2 separate regions of the Mus musculus genome follow, and region 2 is linked to region 1. The links are chromatin contacts, called in public HiChIP or PLAC-seq maps. All regions are on one chromosome and are shown on one strand. The core of a region is the stretch at or near the end of the contact, and the rest is flanking DNA. Distances in the headings are between cores, read along the strand shown.

Region 1 (6,583 bases), core at 2,352-4,851:
TTGAGGTGACTGTTGGTTCATTTGGAGCTTCTCTTTCCTCATTCTCGGCATGGAGACCCTTAGCACTTTGTCTTATAGATTAGTAACGTCTGTGCGGGGACTTTCTGCCCGGTGGTTTTCATTATCAGGGAGAGAGCCCAGGAAGACGTCTTTTATGGCACCAGCTCAGTACCGTCTCATCTCCACAGTGCTCCTTACTGATGTGCCCTCACTCTGAACATGTCCCCTCCTCTAGCTGATCGGGCTGCTGAAAACTGCGAGGCTGCTGCGGCTGGTGCGCGTGGCTCGGAAGCTGGACCGCTACTCGGAGTACGGGGCAGCAGTGCTCTTCCTGCTCATGTGCACCTTCGCCCTCATTGCGCACTGGTTGGCCTGCATCTGGTACGCGATCGGCAACATGGAACAGCCTCACATGGACTCACACATCGGCTGGCTGCACAACTTGGGCGACCAGATCGGCAAGCCCTACAACAGCAGCGGCCTGGGAGGCCCCTCCATCAAGGACAAGTATGTCACAGCGCTCTACTTCACCTTCAGCAGCCTCACCAGCGTGGGCTTTGGCAATGTCTCTCCCAACACCAACTCAGAGAAGATCTTCTCCATCTGTGTCATGCTCATTGGCTGTGAGTGCGTCCTGGAGGCGGGTGAGGGGTGGAGCCATGGCTGGATAGAAATGGTAGTGAAAGTCCTAGGATGGAGCAAAGTGGCAGTCGGACCTCCCCGCCCCGCCCCCTCGTCCCTTCCTAGAGTCCTGGGCTCACAGTTGAGTTTGGAGGCTGGGACACCAGGGCAGGAAATGGTGAAGGTTGGCGTGTGTTTGAGCATGTGTATGTCCACTCTCAGACTGAGTCGTGACCGGACCGCGAGTGTCGTTGACCTGGTGCGGGGCCTGAGCAGAGGGTCCCCGTGGGCGGGCGGGGTCCCTGCGGATGCTGACGGCCCCACTCACCCACGCCCCCAGCCCTCATGTATGCCAGCATCTTCGGCAACGTGTCCGCCATCATCCAGCGGCTGTACTCGGGCACGGCCCGCTACCACACACAGATGCTCCGGGTGCGGGAGTTTATCCGCTTTCACCAGATTCCCAACCCATTACGCCAGCGCCTCGAGGAGTACTTCCAGCATGCTTGGTCCTACACCAATGGCATCGACATGAACGCGGTGAGGCATTAATGAGTGTGGGGCCACCCTTGTGGTGCATCCAGCATATCTCAGGTGGTTGTAGTTAGTATTAAATTATTAAACCTGAGGATTACATAGGATTCTGACCGTGAAACTCCATCTGGCGTTCTCCCACTGGGAGAGGCCAGGTTCTTCACACATCCCATGTAAGACAGATGGACATGGGAAATCAATTGCTGCACTTCCGGATGAGAACTTGGTCAGGGTGGGTGCCCAGGTGCTGAGGGGGTTCTGGGCCCCCACAGGTTCTGCAGCAGACAGAATTGGGAGGAGCAGGTTTCCCCTGAGCCAGAGGTGTGACCCAGTGGACTGAGACTTGAGAGATCATACTGACCCATCCCCATTGCAGGTGCTGAAGGGCTTCCCTGAGTGCCTCCAGGCTGACATCTGCCTACACCTGAACCGCTCGCTGCTGCAGCATTGCAAGCCATTCCGAGGGGCCACTAAAGGCTGCCTGAGGGCGCTGGCTATGAAGTTCAAGACCACACATGCACCACCAGGGGACACACTAGTGCACGCCGGGGACCTGCTTACTGCCCTCTACTTCATCTCCAGGGGCTCCATCGAGATCCTGCGGGGTGATGTCGTGGTGGCCATCTTGGGTATGGGGTGGGGACGCCCACTGAAACCCAGAGAGACCTGAGCCCTCTGAATACACTGGGGTGTGGGGTGGCTGGCAGGATTCTTGTGTTCTTTTGTCACCCGAGGAGGGGCCTTCAGGGTGGGCAACAGAGAGGAACCCTGTAGGACACGGGGCTCTTAGATTGGGAGACTATGTAGCCTTCCCTGCACTTGAGGGAACTTCAGGATCTATCCATAGAAAGGCATCTAGTGTTTCCTTAAAGTTGAATATTGTCTTGTAGTTGAGTGGGACATTCTCATCTGGAGGCTATGCATCCACCTTCACTAAGGACACAGTTCCCTGAAGCTTCATGTCCCAATGGCCTGTGGCCATTGTGTGCATGGATGGCACTTGGACAGTGGAGGCTTCTTGCCCTCCCATGGTTGTTTTTTGTTTTTTGTTTTTTGTTTCTTGTTTCTTGTTTCTTGTTTTTGTTTTTTGTTTCTTGCATCAAACTTTTGCCCATGGCTTATAGACGTGCCCATTTTAGACTTTTATTTCACAGTTCAGCCCAAACATGTATACCACTCCACAATTTATTCCCTTCCCAGCGAAATCAAGTTTTCCTACACACGTGAGCACATTTTGGTCTTTTCTGTGCTTCGCTGTGCTAAGCTATGCTATCCTGAAATTTCTTTCAGTAAAACAGTACTGGTTCTGATTGACCACAAGCTGCCTTTTATAGTCTTAAGACCATAGTTTATAGGGAACTGTACTTTGTTAGGAGGGTATCTGAGGATAGAAGTAGAGTTGTCCCAAGGAAACCACCACTGCTGTAGGCAGAGCTGGAGCATCCTTGGCGGTTTCTAGCTGAGTAGTTGCTGAGAGACTCCAAATCTCTGGTCCTTCCCTCTGCCACCTCTGGCCACTGGTGTTTCCCCATCTGCTGAGAGCCCTGAGCATGTGAACTGGCTCAAGCTGCCTTGGCTGTGTGGCTGGGAGTTGGATGACTGGAGATGCTGTGCAGGGTGGAGCTGACCCAGAGGGTGCCCGCTCTTCTCCCACCGATGCCATGGGCTCAAGCCTTTGTCTTCTGCACGGCCTCCAGGGAAGAACGACATCTTTGGAGAGCCTCTGAACCTATATGCCCGTCCTGGAAAGTCCAATGGGGATGTGCGGGCCCTCACGTACTGTGACCTGCACAAGATCCATCGTGATGACTTGCTGGAGGTGTTGGACATGTATCCCGAGTTCTCAGATCACTTTTGGTCTAGCCTGGAGATCACCTTCAACCTTCGAGATGTGAGTGGGCCATCTCAAGAGCTGCCTTTATCCCCAAGAGAGCTGATGATTGACAGGCTGCCCCTTCCCTGTGACTGTGGAAAACAGCTTCTTTGCCTGCTTTTCTGTCTTTTTACAGTCAGATCAGGCTATGGAAGTACCAACCTCAGGGTGTTGGGGGAAAGTGACACAGGGTGGGATGGGGGTAGGGAAAATTCTTCCCCACAGCCCCACCTCCCTAGGTTAAGGAAGGGGTGCAGTTGCCTGCCCCACCCCCATATTCCAGGACAGCCAGGCAGGATGGACCTAAGGGCTCTGACTGTTCTCTTCGTTGCAGACCAACATGATTCCTGGCTCCCCAGGCAGTGCAGAACTAGAGAGCGGCTTTAACAGGCAACGCAAGCGCAAACTGTCATTCCGCAGGCGTACAGACAAGGGTGAGATGGTCAAGGGGAGGGCAGGAGGAGAGTGGAGGGCAGAGGGGAGTGCGGGCAGGGTCAGGCTGTGCAGGCTCCACCCCTTGCCCAGCGTTCAGGCACGCAGTCCTCCAGTGCACCCCACCCCCATGCCTCCCTTCCACTGGACAAAGGCTGGGCTTTTGGTCTTTATTATGCCTGAGTGTTGTCTAGCGGGCCTTGACCCCTTAAAGAGAGGAGGGAGGTGGCAGGAGGGAGCACAAGAACAAAGGAATAAGCAGAGGGCTACAGAGAGCCAGAGATCTGGAGTCAGAAGTGACCCCCCCCCCCCGGGGTGTGGCAGGGCGCGAGATAAAACAACTTTGTCCGTCCTCACACTCTGCCCCTTGCTCAGCTCCCCTTGCCCGTCCCCTGTTCTCCCCTCTCTCTGAGGTATGCTCTCTGTTTCCCACAGACACAGAGCAGCCAGGGGAGGTGTCAGCCCTGGGGCAAGGCCCTGCCCGAGTTGGGCCAGGGCCGAGTTGCCGGGGACAGCCGGGAGGGCCATGGGGGGAGAGCCCATCCAGCGGCCCTTCCAGCCCAGAGAGCAGTGAAGATGAGGGCCCTGGTCGCAGCTCCAGTCCCCTCCGCCTGGTGCCCTTCTCCAGCCCCAGGCCTCCGGGAGACCCCCCAGGTGGGGAGCCTTTGACAGAGGATGGGGAGAAAAGTGACACCTGTAATCCCTTGTCAGGTAGGCCTGGGCCTTGGGGTGGGGGTGGGAGTGAGTGAGTGTGGGGGATGGGCAGTATGGGGGATGGGTAGGGACTGGCAGGGGCCTGACTTTCTTCCTGACCCCACTCCTCTCTGGCTCCAGGTGCCTTCTCTGGGGTGTCCAATATTTTCAGCTTCTGGGGGGACAGTCGGGGGCGCCAGTACCAGGAGTTGCCTCGATGCCCTGCCCCTGCCCCCAGCCTCCTCAACATCCCCTTGTCTAGCCCTGGTCGGCGATCCCGGGGTGATGTGGAGAGCAGGCTGGACGCACTCCAGAGACAGCTGAACAGGTAAAGATGGGTGCCCAGGGAATGGGCACGGGGTAGGCTGCACTGTGGGGGAACTTGGGGCCTCTTTGGGTTTCTGCTGATGTTTCAGGGGTGCTCTGTCTAGGACTGTCTGTGCCAGGCAGGTGGACCCTCTCCTTCCTCAGCTGCATGAGGAGGGAGCCTAGAGTGAACCAGCTATCTCCACTTCTGAGAAATCTTCCTTCCTTGCCCCAGGCTGGAAACCCGGCTAAGTGCAGACATGGCCACTGTCCTACAGCTGCTACAGAGGCAAATGACCCTGGTCCCTCCTGCCTACAGTGCTGTGACCACCCCTGGGCCCGGCCCCACTTCCGCATCCCCTTTGTTGCCTGTCGGCCCTGTCCCCACTCTCACCCTGGACTCGCTTTCTCAGGTACATTCTAGAGCCCACTCCCAGCCTCCAGCCGCACCCTCTCTGCCCCAACGACTGCACAGCTGCTGGGTGTGAAATGTGGCTTCCTCACCCCCATCCTCTTCTACCTGCTCCTGCCAGGCAACCTAAGGGCCAGATGTAAACATGATGTCTGAGCCTGGGCCTTGGGTCTGGATGCTGCCTGAGAGTGGTCCCTGCTGTGGTTATCCCCCTCTGACTTTGCCGCCTCTCATCTTGGCTCTTACTCTAGCAGTGCTATAGCCTCCTGAAGGCTGCTGGCATGTCCAGGGTGCCAAGATCAAGGCTCTGAGATAGGACCTCCCTGATCCACATCTCTTCTCTTTGAGTAACCTCCTGAAGGACAGCTGTAGCTGGGTCTTTTCTGCCAGCTCTAGCTTTGATAGGTGCTTGAAGGGGGTGGGGGTGGGGGCTCCTATGGCACCCAGAGGTGGCTTGGGATCTACTCCCACCCCCAGCTCTGCTCCCTGTCCCATATGCTGCTTGCTCCTGTTTGCAGACACCAGGGCCCACGTCAGCAAATGTGCCAGTCTCCCTTCACAGCCTCCCCCGCAGGGATCTCACCAGTAGACACGTCAGCACCCACAAATCCCTCCTGCCCGCCCTAGCGCTCTCCCTGGCCTCAGAGACCTGGCCGCTGGCCCACTGTTGTTTCCAGGGCCCCAGGGTTCTTTGGAAAATTGCAAGGAGGCACCTTGTCTCTCTCTGTCTTAGCTGCCTTCCCAAAGCAGGGACTTCTTATTCCATGTAGGCTTTGCTCCCGCTGCCCTGGCACATTCCCTAGGGAAGGGAGAGGCTAGAGCTTGGAATCCAGCTTCTCCGGGTCCAGAGCAAGGTCCTCTGTCAGGGTGGCTGTGAGTGGCTCTCAGCCCTTTCATTTGGCTCCTGCCACAAAGGTGCATTTCTTTACAGAAGTTGCAGCCTTCTTGTCCCCTCAGGTCCCCACTCTGCCCACCTAAGCCTCTCTGACCTCCAGTCTCCGCCCCTTCCTCCTCCCCCACGTTTCTGACCTCCGGTCTCCGCCCCTTCCTCCTCCCCCACGTTTGAGTGCCTTCTCAAGCTCTGTGGTCTTTGCAGGTTTCCCAGTTCGTGGCGTTTGAGGAGCTTCCTGCAGGAGCCCCAGAGCTCCCCCAAGATGGCCCCACTCGACGCCTCTCCCTGCCCGGCCAGCTGGGGGCCCTTACCTCCCAGCCCCTGCACAGACATGGCTCAGATCCAGGCAGTTAGTGATGCTGCCCACTGTGGACATGTGGCTCACCCTGGGTTCAGGGCATTACCTGACCGCTCTCCTTGGAGACCCTGGTTTGGAGGGGAGACCTGTGCAGAAGCACCTCCATCCCCACCCTTGGGACCAGCATCTCCTCCTGCAATACCCTGGGCCCCACTGGGAGGGGCAGGACAGAGCTGGGCAGTGGATGGGGGTCTGTGGTCCCCCCACTGCCCTGGGGGCATTAGCTGGTCTAACTGCCCGGAGGCACCGGCCCTGGGCCTTAGGCACCTCAAGGACTTTTCTGCTATTTACTGCTCTTATTGTTAAGGATAATAATTAAGGATCATATGAATAATTAATGAAGATGCTGATGACTATGAATAATAAATAATTATCCTGAGGAGACTCCAGGGTGCTGGTTAGCTTCAGCCATCACCTGCTGTATCTCATGTTTATGTTCTAAACGTACTTAAGTGGCAGTGC
Region 2 (6,390 bases), core at 1,716-4,215, 130 kb before region 1:
ATAAAACAGAACAAGCCCTTCACCAGGGATTAGCTGAAGGAAGGTGAAATGTTAGCCCCTTGAAGCACAGGCCCCTGGCAGCTCTGTGTGCATGTAACATCCTACATCTGCTGGGCTTCACACAGAAAAGATCAAGATGTGTTATCACCCTTCGCTGGACAAGGTGGGAGCCCTGCCCTGTAGAACAGGCCAATATGGTTAGGCAGATGGAGAAGTCTACTGCAGGGAGCACACAGGGCTGAACACTGGAATAGGAGCCTGATTGGTTAGGCTCCTTATTTTTTATTTTACTTTAATTTTTAGCCTGCCTACAGTGGAAAAGTTGGGTCGACAGAAGTGTGGGAGCCTGTAGGGCGGGGGTAAAAAAACTGAGTTCCTAGGAGAGGCTGGGAAGCGAAGGTGAAAGAAGGCACTGGGAGGCTTTCCCAGACAGATGGGACAGGGACAGGCCGGGGACAGCAGAGCAGAGGGCTGTGTGTGTATGGGGAACAGCTGGGTCAGTCTGGTGACAATGATCACCAAGGCCCAGGATTTCATCAAGGTGATACAAAGCTTCCAGGCTAAGCAGATGGGACAGTGGGGTACTTCCAACCCTCAACGGGGAAGTTGCTCTGGGGGAAGGCTCTAGAAAAACGCTGCCTATCATGTTTTACTTAGGACAGAGATCAAAACCGGCCCAAGTACTTCCTGGGACCATGACTCGAACAGAAGATGCCCAATCTGGTATGTGAGTAGGGATGACTGAGGTCGTTAATAATACTGATAAACAGGAACTAGGTGCAGAGCCTGCTCAGCCTGTCTGCTCCCTACTCTTGAAAGTCTCTGGACAGCTGATCCCCCAATACATACTTTCTCTCTCTCTCTCTCTCTCTCTCTCTCTCTCTCTCTCTCCCTCCCTCCCTCCCTCCCTCCCTCCCTCCCTCCCTTCCTCCACACACACACTGGTGGCTGCACACACACACACTGGTGGCTGTCCAGTAAATTGCTTCAGCCTCCTAAAAAGGCACGGGAAATCATCTTGGGAGTTGATGAGGAACTTGACACTTCCTCTAGGAACAGGGAAGCTCAGAGAACAGTCTCTTCCGGCCTCACCCTCTGAATCTAAGGGAAAAAACCCCACCTCATCTCTCCTGAAGACCCTGGGCTCACACTAATGCTACCTCCCAATCCCCAGCATAGCAGTGATGCCAAGTCATTTACTCAAATCCATGTTAATGAGTTTTTTCTGTCACCTAATTAGTTCACAGTGAACTCTGCCTTGAAAGGAAAGAGAAGAAAACAGGCTGGGAAAAGATCAAAAGGAAGACAGCTGGGAATGTTACAACAAAGGGGCCCAGATCTAAAGGTGGAGGGGGGCTCTACTCACAAAAGATCAGAGACTCATCAGCAATGGGTACCTCAAAAAAGCAAAACAGGCCTGTTCAAGTACAGATGGCTCCAAAGCCTCACACTAGATGGGAGCAGGATCTAAATTGAAGGACCCAAGTAGTGGACATGCCCTTCCTAATTCCAAGTCAGCAGCAACTAGCCTTGCTCCCTGCATTGCCACTAAGGCGGAACCCACCACCTGCTGGTGGGCGTCCCCCTTCAAGCAGAGTTGGAAAAAGAAGCAGATGGACCAAGGCGAGGCCCATCTGTCCAAGCTTGCTAGAAGGTCAACACTGCCACTGGGGTGCCTGTTGCTACTGCCAGCCAGCCTCCACTACACCAAAGGTTGTGGGGCTTCTTGCCAGCAGTGTGCCCCCCAATTAACGTGCCTTTCAGTTGCCAGGGTTCAGGCCCATGTGCCCACAGAAAGGAACATTAGTAGGAGCAGTGCATGGCCTGAGGTTTACAGTCCCCCTACATCCAGGCCCGACCTCCCTGGAGGTCAGTCAGCATCCTGACATCCACATGGATGCCTGGGGGTTAGAAGGGACTGGCAAGCGCAGAGGGTTCATCCAGAGTCTCCCACGCGGCCACAGCTCCCCAGTCCTGCACCCAGGCCAGGCCCGCGCCCGCCCGACCGCAGAAGCGTGGGGGTGGGTGTGCGTCGGGAGAGGGCGCCGCGGGGAGCGCCACCCTCCAAAGCCTGCAGGAGAGGCCCAGGAAGGCTGCCATCCACTAACCCAAAGCTCTCTCTGATCCTCCACCCCTACAGCCCGGCTGGGCCAGGGCAGCTGCTAAGATTACTCTCAGGCATTAGCCCCACCTTCACGACCCACCAAGGTCTTCCGTCGCACCCAGCGAGCCTGACCGTGCCTAGCCAGATGTGGCCCCAGGCCCTCCCGGTCTTTGGCGACTCAGCGCATCAGTCCTTGGAGCGACAACCATCTTCACATCCCAGGTCACGGAGGAAAAAAAACAAAAAACAAAAAACGTGTCCACTGACACTGGACCGAGCCCACCGCCCCTAAAAAAAAGTGTTCCTGTATGAGACATGGAAAAACCTGGACTAGGGTTCTGCAGTGGGGGTTAGCAAACCGTGAACCTCAGCTCCATAAGACCCCTGAGCGCCAGAAAGGGGCAGGGCCGAGGCCGTGAAGGACCCTCGCCCCCCACCCGCCACCGGCCAGCGCTGCAAAGGCCACCGCGTCTCAGCTCCCGCAGGCCCCCGGCTCCGCTCACCCTCGATGGAGATGACGTGCTCCCGGATCTGGTTCTGCAGCGCCAAATCCTCGATTCGCTCGATCAGGTCGTAGATGGCGTAGATGTTGGGGTGTACCGACTCGAAGCGTTGGATCTCGGCTCGGATAGCGGCCGAGTTGGAGAGCGCGAACTGCTGGGGGGGGCCGCCAGCCAGCTGCTGCGAGGGGCCGCCACCCCCGGCTCCGGGCCCCGCGCCGCCGAACTGCCCGCCGCCCCCCGCGCCGCCGCCGCCGCCGCCGCCGGTCCCCGGAGCCGCCAGGCTCTGCTGCTGCTGAGGACTCTGGCCCCCGCCTGCCTGGAAGTTCATGGCTCCGGAGGCGCGGGCCCCGAAGCGGGCCCAGCCAGGGCCTGGGGCGGCGCGGCGGCGGCGGCGGCGGCAGCGACCAGGCGCGCGGGGCTGGCGGAACCCTAACTACTAAGCGCGCGGCGCCGGTCTAGCGCATGAGGCCCGGAGCCGAGGCCAGAAGGCGCGGCCGCGCACGCTGGGGCCGCCGCCCGGCGTTTACCCGCGCTGAGATCCCGCCGCCTCGGAGCTGCCTCCAGCGGCAACAACAACGGGACCGGGAGCGCGCGGCCCGGGCCCTCCCCCCGCGTCATGCGCACGCACCGCCGCCCCCGCCGGCTCCGGCACACGCAGCCTAGCCCCCTCCCAGCCGCCCCCGCCCCTCCAGCGTCGCCCTGCGCCCCCGCCCCTCCTCTCTCGCAAGCGCCTTAGCCTCCACCCCCAAGAACCGCGTGCTGGCCGCGACGCGCGGCCCCACCCACCCGCGTAGGCCCTTCCGCCCGCTAACCCGCCCCAAAGCTAGACAGAAGCCTCGAGGGCCTCCCGCCTGGGGACACGATCACGCTGTCCCCACGTCCGGCCAGCTGTCATTGCTACCTCTCTACGTCGCTCTAGGCCCGTGTGGAATCCTTGGGCTACTCAGAACTGTTCTCTGTGCCTGAGGGTGCTGATAAGTGGGACTGATTGGCGGAGAAGCTCGCCCAGGGGCGCCACCCTCTTTCTTTTAGTGCTGCAGCAGCTCCTCTGTCTCCAGGCCTCGAGGTCAGCCCTAGGGATCTTGCCAGGGTTCTCTTCCCTGGCTCTCTGCCCCCGACCCCGGCCCCCGGGCCCCCAGTCTCCACTGTCGACTGCACCTGAGAGACTGGGACGGGCTCCCCGTTCCTATGTCCAGTTCTCTCTGAGAGTTTCACTCAAGAGACCCTGCAAGCTTGAAACAACAGCGTCCCAATTCTTATCTCCCAGTGACAGCCCTCTCCCAAAAGACCCTCCCTGCCATACTGAAAAGGGCCCATTGGTTCATTACAGAAACTCAGCAGAACCCACATGGGTCTCATAATTTTTCTTGACAGACCTTGTCTTTTCTTGATAGACCCTGTCTATCCTATGCCTTCCTAGGGCCAGAGATCACCCTTCAGTGTCCCAGTTCTTCTGTATTCCCATTATCAAAGTTGTCTTCAGCTGTGTTAACCCACATCCCCAACACAGATCCTCAAACCTGGAGGTGGCATGTGCAAGGGAATGACCCTGTGGAATAAATCTGCTAGAGGATGCCAGGTATCATGATGTACACGTTAGCCCAGCACAGGGGCCATACAGTAGGAGGATTAGTTCAAGGACAGCCTGAGCTTAATAGGGAGTTCAAAGCCAACCTGGGCTATATATGACCTTTTTTTAAAAAACAAACAAACAAAAAACCCAAAACCAGCTGAATCTGAGTACATGACTAAAGTCCTGGCGTTAGGAAGGCAGAATCTAGATCACCAACTCTGTCTCAAAAATGAAAAGCAACACTAGGCAGTGGTGAGGTGCACACCTTTAATCCCAGCAGAGGCAGGGGCAGCAGATCCATGAGTTGAAGACCTGCTAGGGCTACACAGAAAAACCCTGTCACAAGAAAAAAAAAAGTCTTATTATGTCTGAAATAATTATGCTATGTCAGGCATAAATGTTTCAAGGTTTGTATAACCCTCATCTAACTTTGATGTAGATTATGGTCTTTGTGCATTTTGCCTTTTAACTCTGTACCCCTGAGCTTGGACACCAACAGACTTCAGAGATGAAAAGCAACTCTTGGTCTGACCATTAATAAAAACTTAAAACTTTTAATTAACTTAATCAACATAGTAATCAATATGACCTTAAGGGGTCAGTTCACCATTGATACATGTCCTGCAGACCTCTCTGCTGAGCCTTACTAACCCTCCTGGGCAAATGCTCTACACATAGCTCTATATGTGTATGGTGTATCCCCTGTGTGTGTACATATATGTATTATGTACAGACAAGTACCTGCTGCCTGTGAAGGTCAGTATCCTCTGGGACCGGAGTTATAGAGACTCTTGAGTTGCCGTGTGGTATAATGAGAAGTGAGCCTAAGTCCTCTGAAAGAACAGCCACTGCTCTTAACCGATGAGCCATCTTTCCAGCCCACATGTCATCTTTTTTTACACTCATTTCCACTTCAAAGGGCAACTTGGACTTTTCCCCAAAATAAAATTTCCTAGTATTTTACTTTTTACACACCTTCCCATATTTCTCTTAGTTTCCAAAGGATCAGGCACAAACCAATCAACTCCCAACTATTGAGTGATGCGAGCTTCTATCTGTATGATGTTAGGAATGTCTTGTAAAATTTCTGGTCTTAATCTGAAAACTGAAGTAGTTCAACAAAAATATAGCTTTTCTCATAAAAAAAAAAGTATAGTTCTACTTTACAATTCTAAAACTAATATTAATACTCTGGCCAGGTGGTGGAGGTGCATGGTTTCAATCCCAGCACTCAGGAAGCAGAGGCAGAAGATCTCTGTGAGTTCAAGGCCAGCCTGCTCTACATCAAGAGTTCCAGGTCAGGGCTACATATAGAAACCCTGTCTTGAAAAATAAAAATACAAACCAACAAACCTATAGCATCTCTGTTAGATTCTTAGAATTGGCAGCAAGAAGTTCCCCAGAACTTGAGAGGGAGGGAAACACTCCAAAGTGCTGCCCCAGCCACCAGCACATGCCTACCTTAACATTCATTGATTGTCTATCTGCATATCTGTTCCTCTATTAGTATGTATCAGTGAGGGCAAGGAGAGAAAGCATTATATGCCCAGTATCTTGCACAATACCTAGCATATAAAACATATATACTCAAATATAGCATAAATGAAGAAATATGAAGAAACTAGACAGAAGTTAATTCCTTACTTTATAAATCCAAACTAATGTGCCCAAGGCAATATTTGATCTGGTCTTAATCTGAAAACTGAAGTAGTTAAACAGAGGTCCCATCCATAGAAGAGCAGAGTAGGTTATCTTTAATTAAGACTGGACTGGATGGGGCTAGAGACATGGCTCAGGAGTTAAGAACATTTGCTGCACCTGTTGCTGCTCTTGCAGAGGACCCTAATTCGGTTCCTAACACCTACATGGCTCCAAAAAACTGCCTATTACTCTAGTACTTCCTCTGACCTCCAGAGACGCAAGGCTTGAGTGTGGTGTACTTAAATATACTCAGGCAAACACCCATACAAATATGATATACAAACCCTTGTTTTTAAAAAACTAATTAGGGACTTGTTCTGCAAGCATACGGGCCTCCATTTGACTCCTCAGTATTCATGTCAGAAACCAGGCTTGGGAGCCTCTGCCTGTACCCTTAGCATAAGAGAACAGAGACAAGTCACACAGACACACATGCATGTGCAAACTCCCAAGTCAAAACTGGTCTGTAAAATCTGGGATTCAAGATTTCTGCAGATATTGGAGTCAAA

Evidence for each region. HiChIP or PLAC-seq counts read pairs in DNA pulled down with a chosen protein or histone mark.
Region 2: an H3K4me3 HiChIP or PLAC-seq map of embryonic stem cells shows a contact between it and region 1, with 22 read pairs. The contact joins the promoter of Agap3 here to the enhancer-like site in region 1. A contact is called at or near these places in 3 of 39 promoter capture datasets (embryonic stem cells and neural stem cells), 19 of 484 Hi-C or Micro-C datasets (the CH12 cell line, the G1E-ER4 cell line, adipose-derived mesenchymal stem cells and 4 more), 5 of 115 datasets of contacts at active chromatin or transcription factors (embryonic stem cells and pancreatic cancer cells) and 4 of 9 other capture datasets (adipose tissue, embryonic stem cells, liver and 1 more).

The regions. Positions count from the first base shown.
Region 1 is chr5:24,319,534-24,326,116 of GRCm38.p6, reverse strand. It overlaps Kcnh2 (potassium voltage-gated channel, subfamily H (eag-related), member 2), which reads left to right. Exons shown (of 15, transcript NM_013569.2): 7 at 236-623; 8 at 962-1,161; 9 at 1,532-1,784; 10 at 2,853-3,046; 11 at 3,363-3,462; 12 at 3,896-4,171; 13 at 4,295-4,481; 14 at 4,695-4,872; 15 at 5,968-6,528. The coding sequence ends at 6,117. The region is part of intron 2 of Gm15589 (a long non-coding RNA gene); the gene reads right to left. Among named protein-coding and RNA genes, the nearest start is that of Gm15589, 11 kb to the right of the region's middle. Within about 2 kb of position 3,601, at least 51 of the 459 cell types and tissues checked have an H3K27ac peak or open chromatin away from gene starts, as enhancers often do. A contact at or near this core is called in differentiating embryonic stem cells and embryonic stem cells, where this site is marked.
Region 2 is chr5:24,448,752-24,455,141 of GRCm38.p6, reverse strand. It overlaps Agap3 (ArfGAP with GTPase domain, ankyrin repeat and PH domain 3), which reads right to left and starts at 2,965. Exons shown (of 18, transcript NM_139153.2): 1 at 2,608-2,965. The coding sequence starts at 2,935.